Regions from separate parts of the Mus musculus genome. Here regions 1 and 2 are each linked to region 3. The links are chromatin contacts, called in public ChIA-PET and HiChIP or PLAC-seq maps. All regions are on one chromosome and are shown on one strand. The core of a region is the stretch at or near the end of the contact, and the rest is flanking DNA. Distances in the headings are between cores, read along the strand shown. Region 1 overlaps Tex9 (testis expressed gene 9). Region 2 has its middle 34 kb from the start of Cgnl1. Region 3 has its middle 22 kb from the start of Tcf12.

Region 1 (4,639 bases), core at 1,854-4,353, 330 kb before region 3:
TTACTAGCTCAGGATTGTTTGTTTGTTTGTTTAACACGGTGCTGCCATTACTAAAATAAGGAAGTCTTGAATAGTTTTAGAGAAGGACAGTTGTGGTACATGTCAGTAGGCAAATAGTGAAGATGAGCAGGAGGATTGCAAATTTGAGAACTGAGGAACAAACTTTATGAATAATTTTGACATTGTATTGTTAGAGCTATGCTGAGGAATCTGAGATGGGCGGTCACGACTTACGAGTCTGCAGGAGCAGCAGCTAAGTGGGAGGCACAGGGGTGGCATAAAGTGGCCGCTGCGGTTGAGCATCGCTGAGGTGCGGTTCTGTGAGAACTGTTCTTGTGCGCCACGTCAACAGCTGAGGGTCACCTTAGACATGCTTGTGGATGGTGCTTAGTGAGGAGGCTGAGGTCTGTAAGGGACTAAAAGTGAGCAAAATGAGGAAACGAGTGAATGCATGTGAGTGAGAAAGTGGATCTAGAGAGAAACACAAAGTTGACTTTATTTGTTTAATGATGTAATTGAAACATGGTGAAATGTAGATTGTATATGTATAGTTTGGATCTTGGCTCTTACATTTTCATTGCCCAGAAAGATCCTATGCCTTGTCCAGGTCCTTTTTAGAGGTCCCACTGTGCTGACTGCCCTTCCTGACCTAAACACAAGTCTCACTGCTGGGCTCGGGACTGGAAGCTTGCACTCAGCAAAGAGTGGGGACTGACCCGCGCTGGGAAGGCTTTTCTTCCACCCATCTTATTGATGAGCTATCAGTCACCCATCTTATTGATGAACTTTCAATCAGTTACTCTTGTCAAAGAACGAGCTTTTGTTTTTACTTGAGTCTGTTTTCTGTGTCCCTGACAACTCCCTTTCACTTCTGCTTTCTTGTTTGGGTTTGAATTTGCTCTTTTGTCTCTAGCTGAAGTTGCACCTTAGAGCATTGATTTTAAATTTTGTTTTCTAAAGCATTTAAAGCTACATTTGCTTTTAAAATGATACTCTACATCTGTCTAACAATTTCTGGCCTGTTTTAAGTATATATTTCATACTTTCAAGATATAACTAGTGTAGCATAAGCCTGCACATGCTTGGAGTGAAATGTGATTGAGTTTGACAGTTAGCGTTTGGGACTGAGACAGGAGCCGCCATGTTCAGGCAGCACACAGTGATGCTCCACTAGGACATTGCCATTAAACTGGTTTCACACAGATCATAGTTTACTCAGTTCCCTTCCTACTGTGCCCTGTTTCTCCTCATTTACTGTCCCCTTCCTCCCTTCAAGCAGCTTCCAGTTTGCTTGAATATCATACAAATGCATATGCAAACCTAGAGTCTCCATGAGAGAAAGCAGCAATATCGTCTGAGTCTGGTCTGTTTCACTTGTTCTGACGACATGCAGTTGCGTGCGTCTTCCTGCAGATGGCATGCTCTCATCCGTCTATACTGTCTCCCTTTGCCTTTACCCACGCAACTGCCAACTTAGATTCCTTCAGATAGATATCCAGTGTGGTACATGTGGGTCACATGGTAAATAAATGTTTGTCTCTTCAGAAACCTTCATATTGCCTTCCCAGTTTCCATTCCCACCAGCTAGTGAATAAGCCGCTCTTCCCCGCGTCCTCACCAGCACTGGTCTTGATGGTGTCAGTTCTGACTGGGTGAGATGGGATCCCTGTGTAGTTTTCATAATAATGCGATTTGAGATTTTCAGACTGTAAGTTTTTTGCATTATTTATAGATTCTAGATATTTCTGCCCTTTCAGGTATCAGATGGCTAGATCTGTAAGAAAAATTACTTATTTTATGTATGCTTGAGTATATGTAAATACCATGTGTGTACAGGTGTCCACGGAGGTCAGGAAAGGGTGTCAGATATCTTGCACCTAGACTGCAGGTGGTTGTGAGCCCACATATGAATTCTGCGTACTGAACCCAGATCCTGTGCAAGAGATCTCAACCTTTGAGCCATCTCTCCAGCTCCATTTTCTGTAGTTATTTAAAGTATATAAGCGATACCCAATCTGCCTTTTTTTCCTTCATTCTCTATGTTGGGTTCAATTTCTTTTTTCTTTTTGAGACAGGGTTTCTCTGTGTAGCCCTGCTGTCCAGGAACTCACTCTGTAGACCAGGCTGGCCTCGAACTCAGAAATCTGCCTGCCTCTGCCTCCCAAGTGCTGGGACTAAAGACGTGTGCCACCATTGCCTGGCCAACTTCTTTTTTCAATTTTTTTCTTTTGTTAATTTTTCCACATGGACATGGAAACTGCACTGAAGCTTTTCCTTCTGTCTACTGGAAGAACTTACCTGGAAACTTTATTGCGTGTATTCTGTTGGCTACTTCCCACAAATTGGATTATTTTAAAATTTTTCATTATGCTATTTAAAACACTGATTTTCCTTCTGTTTTCTCCTTGAACACAAACATTACTTAGAAGTTTGCCACTCAGAACCCAAGGAGCTAAAGGGATCTGCAACCCTATAGGTGGAACAACATTATGAACTAACCAGTACCCCGGAGCTCTTGACTCTAGCTGCATATGTATCAAAAGATGGCCTAATCGGCCATCACTGGAAAGAGAGGCCCATTGGACACGTAAACTTTGTATGCCCCAGTACAGGGGAACGACAGGGCCAAAAAGGGGGAGTGGGTGTGTAGGGGAGTGGGGGTGGGTGGGTATGGGGGACTTTTGGTATAGCATTGGAAATGTAAATGAGCTAAATACCTAATAAAAAATGGAAAAAAAAAAGAAAAAAATGAAAGACGAATATCTGAAAGTCAAAAAAAAAAAAAAAAACAAAGAAGTTTGCCACTCTGTTTCCACATCTGAGGGGATCTCCCTCCCCCTCCAGATACCTTTCTCGGAGATTTCAGGTTAATCTCATCATGGATAGAGCACATGGTCTTTATAGATTTGTGCAGGCTTGTTTTATGATCCATAATATGGCTTAAGTTGGTAAATGTTAGTTTCATGTGCTTTCTGCCTTTGCTGGATGGAGTAGTCCTCCGATGTCAGCCACGTAAAGTTGCGTGACAGTTGCTGTGTGTGGCACCATCACAACTTTCTGTGTATTTACATCCGTGAGTAAAGGAGGAATATAAAGGAAACTGTGGCTATGTTAGCTTCCTCTTCAGCCTTATCTGCATCTACATCCTGTTTGTCAGGGCTGCCACTAGAGAGAACATTGGTGTCTTCTTGGTGAATTGGCCACTTTGAAAATAACTGTTTTCTTCCCAGATGTAGCCTGTGCTCTGTGAAGCCTTGATGTTCCAGCAGCTTGAACTCTGCTCAGCTGATGTCACCTCTGCCATGTCTCCTGTCCTTTCCCTGTTCACTGCTCTATGACTTGTAGATTACAGAGCTGAGGTTGGCTTTTATGACTCAGCTCTCTTAATATTATTTCTTATATGGACGGCCTGTCTGTTACCACAGAATTCCTTCCTGGCTCATTTGCACTTTTTTTTGTGCATGTCAGTATTTGTTACGAATCTTTAACTTACCATTATCTGTATTCAGATAACACAGAATTTCACAGATAACCTACAAAACTTTCAGCAGCTATCATACCCTCCTCATTATTGCATTATTTTTTATTATGGTTAACTATACATAGAATTTACACTCTTTTTACACATTTTTAAGTGTAAAATCTTTATTATGGTTTTGCAGTCTGCCTTTGTGCTTCTCATTATGGAAAAGTGGGAACGCAGTAGCCCCAGGCTCCCAGGCCCCTGCAGCCACTATTCAGTTTCTGATCCTGTGAATCTGACGTCTGTACGTGCCTCATTGCTGAGTAAAATCACATAGTTTTCTTTTTGATTAGCTTTGTTTGTTTGTTTGTTTGTTTTGTTTAAAACAGTGTTCTCGGGGTTGTTCCATCTTTTCAACTTTAACTTCTTTGGAAGGCTCAATAAAACTCGGACCTGCTCTTTGTTTTTCTTCTCTCGGTGGGCACTTGGGTTGTGTGCTCTTGGGTGCTATCTGGAGTGCCTAGACCTGATCAGAGGTGAGGATCATTTGGTTTCAGTAGCATCTGTGCCATTTCACATTTCCACTTGTAGAAATGGCCAAGTGTCCCCATATCATCAACATGAGTCATTTTGATTTTTATTGATACCAGTCATCCTAGTGGGTTTTGATTGCTTCATTGAGGTTTTAATTCCCACATCCTTAATTATAAGTAATGTGTTCAGCATCTTGTATTTAGTAACTATTTGTTCATCTTTAAAGAAGCATCTGGTCAAGTCCTTTGTTAATTTTTACATTTTATTGTATATTCAGGACATTAAGCCTGTGCCTATGTGGCTTGTAAATATTTTCTCACAGTCAGCAGACTGCCTGCCTTTTCACTGTTTATTGTGTCCCCTGTGGCCTTTGTGGGATAAAGTCCAATTTATTTTCTTTTGGTGTCATCTAAATCCAGTGTCATTAAGAGTTTTATACCTTCAGCCTTTTTAATCAAAGTGTTTATTCCATTCAGCGTGCGCGCGCACACACACACACACACATGCACACGCATGTATCTGGAGTATATACTATTTTTGCAGAGGACTCAAGTTCAGTTTCCAGCAGCTTCTAGCCAGCTATAACTCAAGTTCCAGGGGGACTGACACCTTCTTCTGACCTTTTGGCACCCAGCATGTCTG
Region 2 (4,997 bases), core at 785-3,284, 330 kb after region 3:
AGCCTGCTGCAGGGGCTAGTCACCAAGGTGTGGGGATCTAGGACAGCCAAGCTTGTGTCAGAGATCAGGTATTGTGCTTGTCAGTGTGTGTGAGACGGCAAGAGTCCCACAAGAGAGCTGTGGTTATTTTTACTGCACACAAGCCGACCGGGGGCTGAGATGCTGGGCTAAGATACCTTTCCTAAGTCCTGTAAATAACAACAGGCCATCAAAATGGGATTTGAGCCCAAATCTTTTCGTCTTAAGTCTAGTGTTCACTCCATAACACATTTGTGGAAGGTACCAAGGCGCTTCAGTGTTTACGGAGATGAAAGCCTTTCATTTGAAATTTCTTTTCTTTTAAAGTTGTATTTGTTCATTGAAAACTCACAATTTGTTCTGCTCATGGTTTCCCCTCCAGCATCTCCCCCTCCCCCAGCATCTCCCCCTCCCCCAGCACCTCCCCCCCCCCCCGCATCCTCCTTCACTCCCCACTCCTCCATCTCCGAGCCTTCATTATCTTTGTTTTTATAAAACAAATACACATAAAAAGAAAAAAGAACAAATAAGCTGAGCAGTGGTGGCACATGCCTTTAATCCCAGCACTTGGGAGGCAGAGGTAGGCGGATTTCTGAGTTAGAGGTCAGCCTGGTCTACAGAGTGAGTTCCAGGACAGCCAGGGCTATACAGAGAAACCCTGTCTTGAAAAAACTAAAATACACACACACACACACACACACACACACACAAATATATATATATATATATATATATATATATATACACATATGTATGCATATATATATGCACAGAAACAGAATCATACACAATAAAAAGACAAAACTGAAAAAAATGTAGTATGCAAGCAGTAACACGTACACATAAACATGTGCACACACGTGTGCACACACAAACAGGCCCAAATTAAGAAATATGAACCAAAAAAGCCTATAATAATGCTGTTGAGTTCATTTCCTGTTGGTCATCACTGCTGGACACTAACAGAGTCTGTTATTAGCTGTAGTTAATATACTCAGTGAGACTAAATTGGAGAAATTCATTTTTTCCTGTTGTTCATTGGAAATAACCTCTTTGTTAGGAAGGGAAGCTCATGTCCACTTCCCCATTTCAGTGCTATGAACCTGTCTGCTGAAACACATATGAACTCACAGAAACTATGGCAGTACATACAGGGCCTGCACAGGTTTAAAGCAGTTTAACAGTGTCTTCAGAAACTCAAGTCCCTGGAGGAGTTACTCCATACATTACCACCAGGTGGTGCCACCACACAACGGCTGACTCTCCCAAGGGGTCAAGGCTGTATAGAATGGTCAGAAGAGTTAACTGAGCCTGCCTGGATCCACACTGGCTTGACCATGAAGTGCTGACCCGATTTGATAATAAGGGACAAGAGCCAGTCCACTTACTAACCCATCTAGTTGACAAAGATTTCTTTATGTCTAGTAACTATTTTCCTTGTTAGAGACCTGAATCTGTCTCTGAATGTATTATCTTTGTCCGGAGGCACAGGTACAGAACAGGGGTCTTTCACAAAGCCCACCTCCACTCCCCATCATATCCTGAGATGGCTGTCAATCAGGGCTGGAGATGGAAGATCAGAGGTCATATCTAGGCCAGCCAGGCAGCTTTAAACAGTGCAGCACCCTTTGCCTGTATTTATGTCATCTGTGTCAAGGGCTTGGAGAGCTGTGGAGTTGGAGAACTGGAAGGGAAAAGAGACTGGCTGGCTGTCTCACACAGGTGGGACAGGAAGCCTTCTTCACTGGCCACATGGTTCTAGGATTCTGGAAGCTCCTAGGGTGACATGCAAGGACAGGAGCCTGAGACCCAGGCAAGTCACCAGGCTGGCTCTGGCCTAGCCTTAGATGTGCCCATTATTCAGGAGGCCTGCTATGGAAAAGAAGCAGGAAGTCAAAACAGCAAGGAGTAGCTGTCCTGCTTGTCCCAGCACCGTGGGACTATCTACCTCTAGTGTGAGCTGCCCGGAACTTCTTTAGGGAGCAGGCCATGAGTCACTGAGGCGTCACTGGTCTCAGACTCCTGGTTCCTGTTACATGAGGAGGAAGTCTGACTGATGTCAAAGGGTCAGGAGAGGGGTCAGGGACTCTCAGGGTCCAGGTGACGAAGCAGTGTAGTGTTGCAGGCAGTTCACCCTGAGGGGGGACTTCCAGGGACACCAAGGGGCATGGCTTCCTACCCAGGCCAGGCAGCCGCACCCTGGCATGACTGAGGGTGGAGAGGGCACACAGTGAGAGAAGCAGTCTGTCCTCTTTCCCCTTGTCCAGTCCCCCCTCCTCACTCTGCTCTCTCCATCCCTGCTTTCAGCTCTGTGAGGGAGGACCCAGCTCTCCACCAGCACTTGGTCGCTTTCCTTTGCTCCAAAGTTTCAACCAGCCTTAGCATAACAGAAGCTGTTAATAGCAGGGAAAATGAGACGCTTGGAAAGGCTCTGGGCTGTGTGAAAACAATACAAAGTGCCACCCTGAGCTTTGTGGATTATAGTTTAAGAGATGCTTCCAAGAGCATACACCTGTCATCCCAGTGTCTGGGAGGCAGAGTCAGGAGGACCCATAGTGGACTGGAGAGCAAAGCTGTCTCAAAACAAGCAGCCACAGAACCAAAGAGATACCTTTAAAAAAGAACTATCTTATGATAGTAAGTAGCCATCTGTGAAGTACCATTTCATTTCTTAAAATCAGTGTATTGTGTGTGTGAGTCTCTCTCTCTCTGTGTGTGTGTGTGTGTGAGTGTGTGTGAGTCTCTCTCTTTCTGTATGTGTGTGTGTGTGTGTGTGTGTGTGTGAGTCTCTCTCTCTCTGTGTATGTGTGTGTGTGTGAGTGTTTCTCTGTGTATGTGTGTGAGAGTGTGTGTGTAGGGGGGAGGTCTGGCCTGGAGGAGCTGAAGTTACACTCGGTATGGGTTCTGAACGACCAAACTCAAGTCCTCTGCAAGAGCAGTATGTTCTCCTAACAGCTGAACCATCTCTATAATCCAAGAACTTAATAAAATGCTGCTTTTTTTAAAAATGCCATGGGGCTGGAGAGATGGCTCAGAGAGCACTGGCTGCTCTTCCAGCGGACCGAAGTTTAATTCCTAGCACCCACATGGCAGCTCTCAGCTGTCTAAAACTCTAGTTCTAGGTGGAATCTGATGTTCTCACACAGACATATGTGCAGGCAAAACATCGATGCAGAGCAAAACAGAATTGCATTAAAGAACTATTGCTGTGTTCAGGAAAAAAAATCCCCTTCTATGCAACACCTTATGCAGATGCCTAGAGCATCATGGACACAGATATTACAGTAAACCCCACAGGCAGACCTCTGTGCATACAGAAATGCTGTTGTTGTTGTTGTTGTTATTGTTGCTGCTGCTGCTGCTGTTAAAACTTAGCTGGGATTTAAAGGGATTTGAGTGTTTGTAACTCTTTGGTACAGTGGTAACAACCCGAAGCCCCTTCATATTTCATTTCTAAATTCCAGTCTGTAGAAATGATGTCAGTCCTCAGGTATTATGGTATGTGCCCTTCCACCTTTTACCGACCAAGTCCTGACCCTGGTGTCTTGGAATGCGACTGCACATAGTCCTTTAAAGAGGTCATTACTGACGAAATGAAGTCATATGCGTGGGCTCTAATTCAACAAGCCTGATGACCTTTTAAAAAGAGATTAGGGGACAACTCTCGTGTGAGCCCCCCCCCCCACACACACACAGAGAGAGAGAGAGAGAGAGAGAGAGAGAGAGAGAGAGACTTTTGTCTAAAGGCACACACAAGCACACACACAGGGATAGAGAGATAGAGAGGGAGAGAGAAAGAGAAAAAGAAAGAGAGACTCTATGGAAAGAAACAGGGAAAATAAGCCAACTTTAAGCCACAGCAAGAGGCCTTAGAACAAGCTACCCTTGCTGATTCTGAGTCTCGGATTTGTGGCCTCCAGTGATGTTTACCAGCTATCTCCCAACCCAGGTCCTTTATGGCAGAGGAATAGGGACAGAGGAGATGCAAACAGTGTGTCTGCTCCTGTCTCCTTTCAAACAGATGTTTGCACCGAAAGAGTTGATGGATGTTCAGACTCCACACACATTCTTTCTATGCTTCTGTATGTGGCCTCAAAGTGACAGTCTCCCTTCTGAGAGCCTCCTGTTTTAGTAATGGCATAAGCTAGACATGCAGAACCCAGGTGGGGCCTTAGCTGGGGTAGATGGAGAGAGAGGTGCAGCCTCCGGGCCTAGGGCCTTAGCTGGGGAAGATAGATGGAGAGAGAGGTGCAGCCTCCGAGCCTAGCTGAGCTCCAAACAAGTGTGAGGACCGGGTGGAGGTGGCCGGGAGTGGAGAGACTTGGATCACCCCAGCCAGATGCTGAGGTGACCTCCCGGAGTTCTGTGGCAGCAGTGGGCTGGATGAGGACCCTCAGCCGGAAAACCCCTGTAGGAGGGGAAAACTGCTGAGTGGAGACAGTAGAAGTCTTCCTCTGGGGTTTGCCCTGGAGATCATGGCTTACCTTTTATCCCAGCACTCGGGAGGCAGACACAGGAGGATGTGTGTGAGTTTGTACATTGTATCCAGGTCCTCCAGAGATACATAGTAAGACCCTATCTCAAATAAACAAATCAAATAAGTAGTTGATGCAGAATAGTGGGTTGTTTGTTTGTTTGTTTTTGGTAATTAATTTTGTGTGGATGAGCTAGATTTTCCACACGCATAGAAGAAAATTTCCGGGGCAGGTGACAAGTTCTAGAATTCCTAACTGTGTGTGTATTAGATTCTAAGGCCAAGGAGAAAAATTAATTACCTTAGAGCCGAGTTCCTTGGCAGCTGGTGCCCTGCTGGCATTGCAGCCTGCAGGTACCCGGACTTTTCCTCCTATAAAACCTTATTAATCTCAAATCTAAAGAACAAAAGGGAAGGCTCTCCAGCAACCCCCTTACCCTGCCCTTCCCCTTACCCCTTCCCTGGCTCAGCTAATCTCAGTACTTTTATTAACCAGCACTAAGGT
Region 3 (4,802 bases), core at 2,200-4,699:
TATTTTTATCACCTTTCGGCACATCTACGAACCATTCTTCTGAATAAGATCTGACAGGTTCCTGACTGTGAGCAGAGATAGGGTAACAACTCGGATGCTACATAAACTTGCATCAGATACAGGCTCCATTTTTGCTGCACTCATCCATCCATAGCCTAGCCTGCTCAGCTGACAAGGCGTGTTATTAATACAGCATATTGTACCACGGGTGCATTGCCCTACATGGTGTTTATCTTGTTGGGAACTGTAATTGTCTGAAACAATGGCCTCAGTGAGAAGATGTGAAATGTTATGAGCTGTGTAAAGATCAAAATAATTTGTAGTTGTGGGCAAAGAATTAAAACCCAAGCATAGAGTTTGTGCTAAGTAGTTAATGCAGCTCGGAGTTAATGATTTTGGTCATTAATGATTTCAATTTTTATTTCTTTTCCACTTCCTATAAGGTAACTGAATTCTGAGCCATGCCTTGTAGAGAAACAAAGATTCCCTCTCTAGAATGTAAGTCCCATTTGGGTGTCCCCACCAATGTCTCCCTACCCTATGGCACACTACTCGGAAGGGACTGAATATATAATTGTTTAATATAAAAAGAGGGAAAAATGGATGGCCAGGGGTTTAGCCAAGCCATTGTCAGAGTTTTCCCTAGATGTAATGGAGGAAGATAAAAAGAAAGAACAGCACTCAATTTCCTGAGAATTGGATTAGTAGGAAAGGAGCCTGCGGAAATGGGAGTAGTTCTCCCACTGAGAGGCTAAAGACACCACAATGCCCCCCACAGTGATGATCCAATAGAACCCCTATTGTGCACTGAAGTGCTAGGGTCCGGTCTCCTCACCTGGAAGCACCTGGACCTATTCTTGGGTCTCTCAGGTTGGCTCTTGGAGAACTGTGACAGGGGCTTCAGTGAGTCTAGTAAATGGGGGAGCAAGTGGAAGAGGGTAGGTTAGAAAACGCATTGGGGGCAGGGCGAGCTAAAGCAAAGTCAAGAAGATAGACCCAGGGCCAGATCTTGAAACAGCTTTGAGTTACCTGTCCACTGAGACAGTAAAGGAGGAATCTGGGAGAGGGCAGGGCCATTTAGAGTCCATTGAGAAGACACAAAAAAATATTCTGAGGCATGAGAAAGAAAAGAGGAAGACTTCTATGGCCACCTAAGCCACAGTCACTTTGCCTTGGCCACTTTGTTTTTTTTTTTATTTCCTGGCAAAGTTTGATGCTCTTTGAATTACACCCTTGCATGTGCTTTCTCTGAGCAGCATGGTGGGTAGATTGTTTTGTTTTGAGACAGGGTTTCTCTGAGTGGCCCTGGCTGGCCCAGAACTTGCTCTGTAGAACGCAAATTCAGTGTGTTCTGAGTGCAGGGATTAAAGGCATGCACCATCACACCTGACACATAATAACTAGATTACAGGTGGTGTTCTTCTTACAAATAATCAGTTGAGGATGGTAGGTCAAATAATACTGCCCAATAGGTCCCAGTTCTGTTAGAAGTCTGTAGAACGAGCTTTCCTCCGGTGAGGAAGAGAAACACATTTGCTTCAAATTTGATGCCAAGACTTTGCAGTGAGGGATTTGAAGTCATTTGAAGAAGGGGACTGCAGAAAGAAGTTTTTTGAGGACCCAGAAAATGTCTGTGAATTATTCCTATCCGTTCCCGGGCTACCACGGAATGTCTCAGAAGATGATAAAATCCTCACTTTTCAAAAAGCACCCTCCAGGCAGGACTTTTTCTGTTGCTGGCCATGTTGTTGCTAGCCTGATCTTTTCTACTAATGCAGAAGCTAAAACTTGTTTTACAAATGTGAATGCTTAGGTTTAAAACACCCGAAAGGGAGACTTCACTCTCCCTCATATCCTTTATCTTCTTTCCTACCCTACTAGATTCAGTCAGACATAAAAGGCAGAAAGCCCCTCTCCCTTCCCCCAGAGTCTTTAACCTCAGCTCAAGCTCAGGGTAGTTGGCTTTCTCTTCCCTGGGACCTCGTCTGTTCCAGAAGGTTCTTCACTTAGCCAGTACACAGGTTTCTGGAGCCTTGCCTATCATAGGTTACATAGGCAAACATGTCTGAAAACCTCTGTCACAGCTTAGCCTCAAGTGGGGAGCCCACCCACAGCACTGTTTTGTACCTAATGGTGCTCCGTAGCACTGAAGCAGAAATATTGTAGTCAGAGCATGTGGAAATGGCTAGGACATAGGCATGGGAGAGGGTCTGAGAGTACAATTAGCGTTGACTAGATTATATATATATTTTATTATTAGATATTTTCTTTATTTACATTTCAAATGTTATCCCTCTTCCTGGTCTCCCTCTGAAATCCCCCTCCCCTTATTCCCTCCTTTATTATAATTCTTATAAAAACCACACAGTACTTACTAGATAACTCTACCTATAGTTTCTATGTGTACATTAGATTGAACGGAGAAGATGAGACGATAGGCAGATGGTCAAGTGGCTTTCTCTCATAGAATTTTCCCTTTAGTGCCTTTCAACGGTATCATTTTCCCACACCCCCTAAAAACTAAACCTTCTATATTTTCAGTTGGTTCTTTTAGTTTATTTTTATAACACTCCTTGAGACAGGGAGAGTAGCAGGATAGTTTTATTTAACTTGCCAAGAAGCAAGACACAAAGAGATGATCTGACTTGGCCACCATCCCAGAGGGCATCTATGGCAGAGCCAGGATGGTCTTTTAGTCCTCGGGGCTCTTGGGCTTTTGTTCTGATGTCTCTGCATATAATTGTTTTGATAGCAATTTCTCTGCTTCTCTCTCACTAGCCTAATCACGTGTGTCAATCATATTCAAGAACATCAAGGGCCTAAGGGTCAGCCACAGTCTCAAGAGAAACAGAATCAAAAGGAGAAAATAAGGCATTTTCTTTTTCAAATGTGTTTGTCAGTCGTGGACTCATAATCTGACAGGGTATGCAGGAGGAAGTTGAGGACCTCCGCCCTAGGCTGTAGCTAGAATAGGCTCTATTAGGCTTTCTGTCTACAGCTTAAACCAAGTGAGCAAGAACCCTCAAGGGGATCAATGGGTTCTCCACCCAGCCCCTGAAGAACCAGGAAGGAAGTCCTCTTTTCCTTCCTCTTCATAGATTCACCCCTGTAGCGTCCCTGTACAGTCTCGGGATGTACAAGTGTGGTGGAGAGCACGTGCAAACCTCCTACCCTTGGCCATCTTGCTCCACTTCACTTTCACTTTACAGAGCTGAATCCTGGGGCCCAGGAGCGCTGCGCCCAGGAAAAGGCCACTGGACACAAGGCGACCTCCGTGCTCGGACCCCGGAGTGCGCGTGCGCGCGGGCCTCGAGCCGCGCCCGCGCGGGGAAGCCCCGGGGCTAATCTCCTGCCACTCATCCTTGGGGACGCTGGCGCCCGGGCCACAGCGCCTGGAGCCTCGCGCCGGGGCCCAGCTGGGCCGCACGCGGAAGGACAAATAGTCCCGACGGCTGCTGCTCCGCGCGCCCCTCCGAGACCGCGCTCGCCCCGCCCGAGCAGCCCGGCCTCGGCCTCGGGCGGCGGGAAGTGGGCGGCCGCTCGACCCCCCGCTCCTCCCTCTGGGGCCTGGCGGGTGTACGAAGCTCCTCAGGGAAAAGTAATTGGATTCCGGGCTCAGCGCTGCCGGGAACGGCGGAAAGCCGCAGCTGAGGCTGCAGCGCGTGGGCGGAGGAGGGCGCGGCGGGGGAGGGAAGGGTGCAGACGCCGCTGGGCTCTCCCGCGCCCCGGCGACCTGGCCGGGGCAGGCTGCGGCGGAAAGCCGGCGGCCGCGGGGAAGGGCAAGCACGCTTGCCCCAGGGGCCCCCGAGTGCGACGTCCTCACGCCTTTCCCAGGCTCCACCTAGTCTGTGGAGCACACCTGGCTGATGACACCCGCCCAAAGAAACGTTTGGGAAAGCTGAAGTCTGTCAGCATCCCCCAGGGTTTCCCTCCAAGCTCTGATGTGCAGCTGAGGTGGAAGAAGAGCCTTTCTTTCATCCAGTATGCAAGTGGAGAATTCCTCTCCTTCACGAATGTCACAGGGAACACAGTAGGAAAGTACCTCAAGTCTTTCCTTTGGTGACAGACTCCCCCAAAGTTCCCTTTCCCCTGAGAAGATGGATCACAAGTGGGAGCCTTAAAGAGGGTTTATTGTTTTCTGCTTCTCCCCTCCTGAAATGGTAGGAAAGTTCCAGAACTTGTAAATGACTAACTTTGCAGCTCTTTTGTGGTATATGGGTTTTTTTTTTCTTTTTCTTTTTCTTTTAATTCCCTTTACTACATCTCACACAACTCACTAGGCTTTTATAGAGGAATTTCTCATGTACCAGGCTCTATTCTGCTTACCAGGGACATAACAGTGAATAAGCCCAAACGCTCTGGGCTCTTGGACTTTGTTACAGGCGATGAGACAGACACACCGTTGAGTGTCGTGTGATGTTAAGTGCTATGAAACAAACAATACTGCAGGGCAAAGGAGGCTACAGGTAGAAGACATGTGCAGTGTTAGCTTAGACGAGTTGATTTAGAGAGAGATTTCTGAGGAAGTGTGCTTACAGCAGGTCTGAATGAAAGAAATTAGACAAGCAAAACATACCTAGACAGGTAACTTCCCGGATTGAGGAAGGACAAATCCAAAGGCTCTGAAGCCCGGAAAAGTCGAGTGAACACTTAGCAAGTAGTGAGGAGGCCGACATGATCGCTGCTCTGAGCACCTACAGTTGGAAATGAGGGTAGAGGCTCAGGGCCATAGAGATCAATGGTATTAAGGGCCTCAGGTTGCTTTTAGATTTTGAAAATTTTTATGTATATAAGTGTTTTGC

The links. ChIA-PET counts read pairs in DNA pulled down with a chosen protein or histone mark. HiChIP or PLAC-seq counts read pairs in DNA pulled down with a chosen protein or histone mark.
Region 1: an RNA polymerase II ChIA-PET map of memory CD8 T cells shows a contact between it and region 3, with 6 read pairs. The contact joins two enhancer-like sites. A contact is called at or near these places in 1 of 39 promoter capture datasets (cranial neural crest) and 1 of 115 datasets of contacts at active chromatin or transcription factors (memory CD8 T cells).
Region 2: a contact with region 3 is called in an H3K4me3 HiChIP or PLAC-seq map of bone marrow-derived macrophages, with 7 times the contacts expected there. The contact joins two enhancer-like sites. A contact is called at or near these places in 9 of 39 promoter capture datasets (the C10 cell line, the HPC-7 cell line, cranial neural crest and 5 more), 2 of 484 Hi-C or Micro-C datasets (both in uterus), 5 of 115 datasets of contacts at active chromatin or transcription factors (the NIH/3T3 cell line, bone marrow-derived macrophages, embryonic hindbrain and 2 more) and 2 of 9 other capture datasets (embryonic stem cells and liver).

What each region holds. Positions count from the first base shown.
Region 1 is chr9:72,464,480-72,469,118 of GRCm38.p6, reverse strand. The region is part of intron 10 of Tex9 (testis expressed gene 9); the gene reads left to right. Among named protein-coding and RNA genes, the nearest start is that of Gm33004, 23 kb to the left of the region's middle. Within about 2 kb of position 3,103, at least 95 of the 459 cell types and tissues checked have an H3K27ac peak or open chromatin away from gene starts, as enhancers often do. A contact at or near this core is called in memory CD8 T cells, where this site is marked.
Region 2 is chr9:71,802,883-71,807,879 of GRCm38.p6, reverse strand. It overlaps a transcript of Cgnl1 not described here. Among named protein-coding and RNA genes, the nearest start is that of Cgnl1, 34 kb to the right of the region's middle. Within about 2 kb of position 2,034, at least 55 of the 459 cell types and tissues checked have an H3K27ac peak or open chromatin away from gene starts, as enhancers often do. A contact at or near this core is called in bone marrow-derived macrophages and uterus, where this site is marked.
Region 3 is chr9:72,131,913-72,136,714 of GRCm38.p6, reverse strand. No RefSeq gene overlaps it. Among named protein-coding and RNA genes, the nearest start is that of Tcf12, 22 kb to the right of the region's middle. Within about 2 kb of position 3,449, at least 339 of the 459 cell types and tissues checked have an H3K27ac peak or open chromatin away from gene starts, as enhancers often do. A contact at or near this core is called in bone marrow-derived macrophages, memory CD8 T cells and uterus, where this site is marked.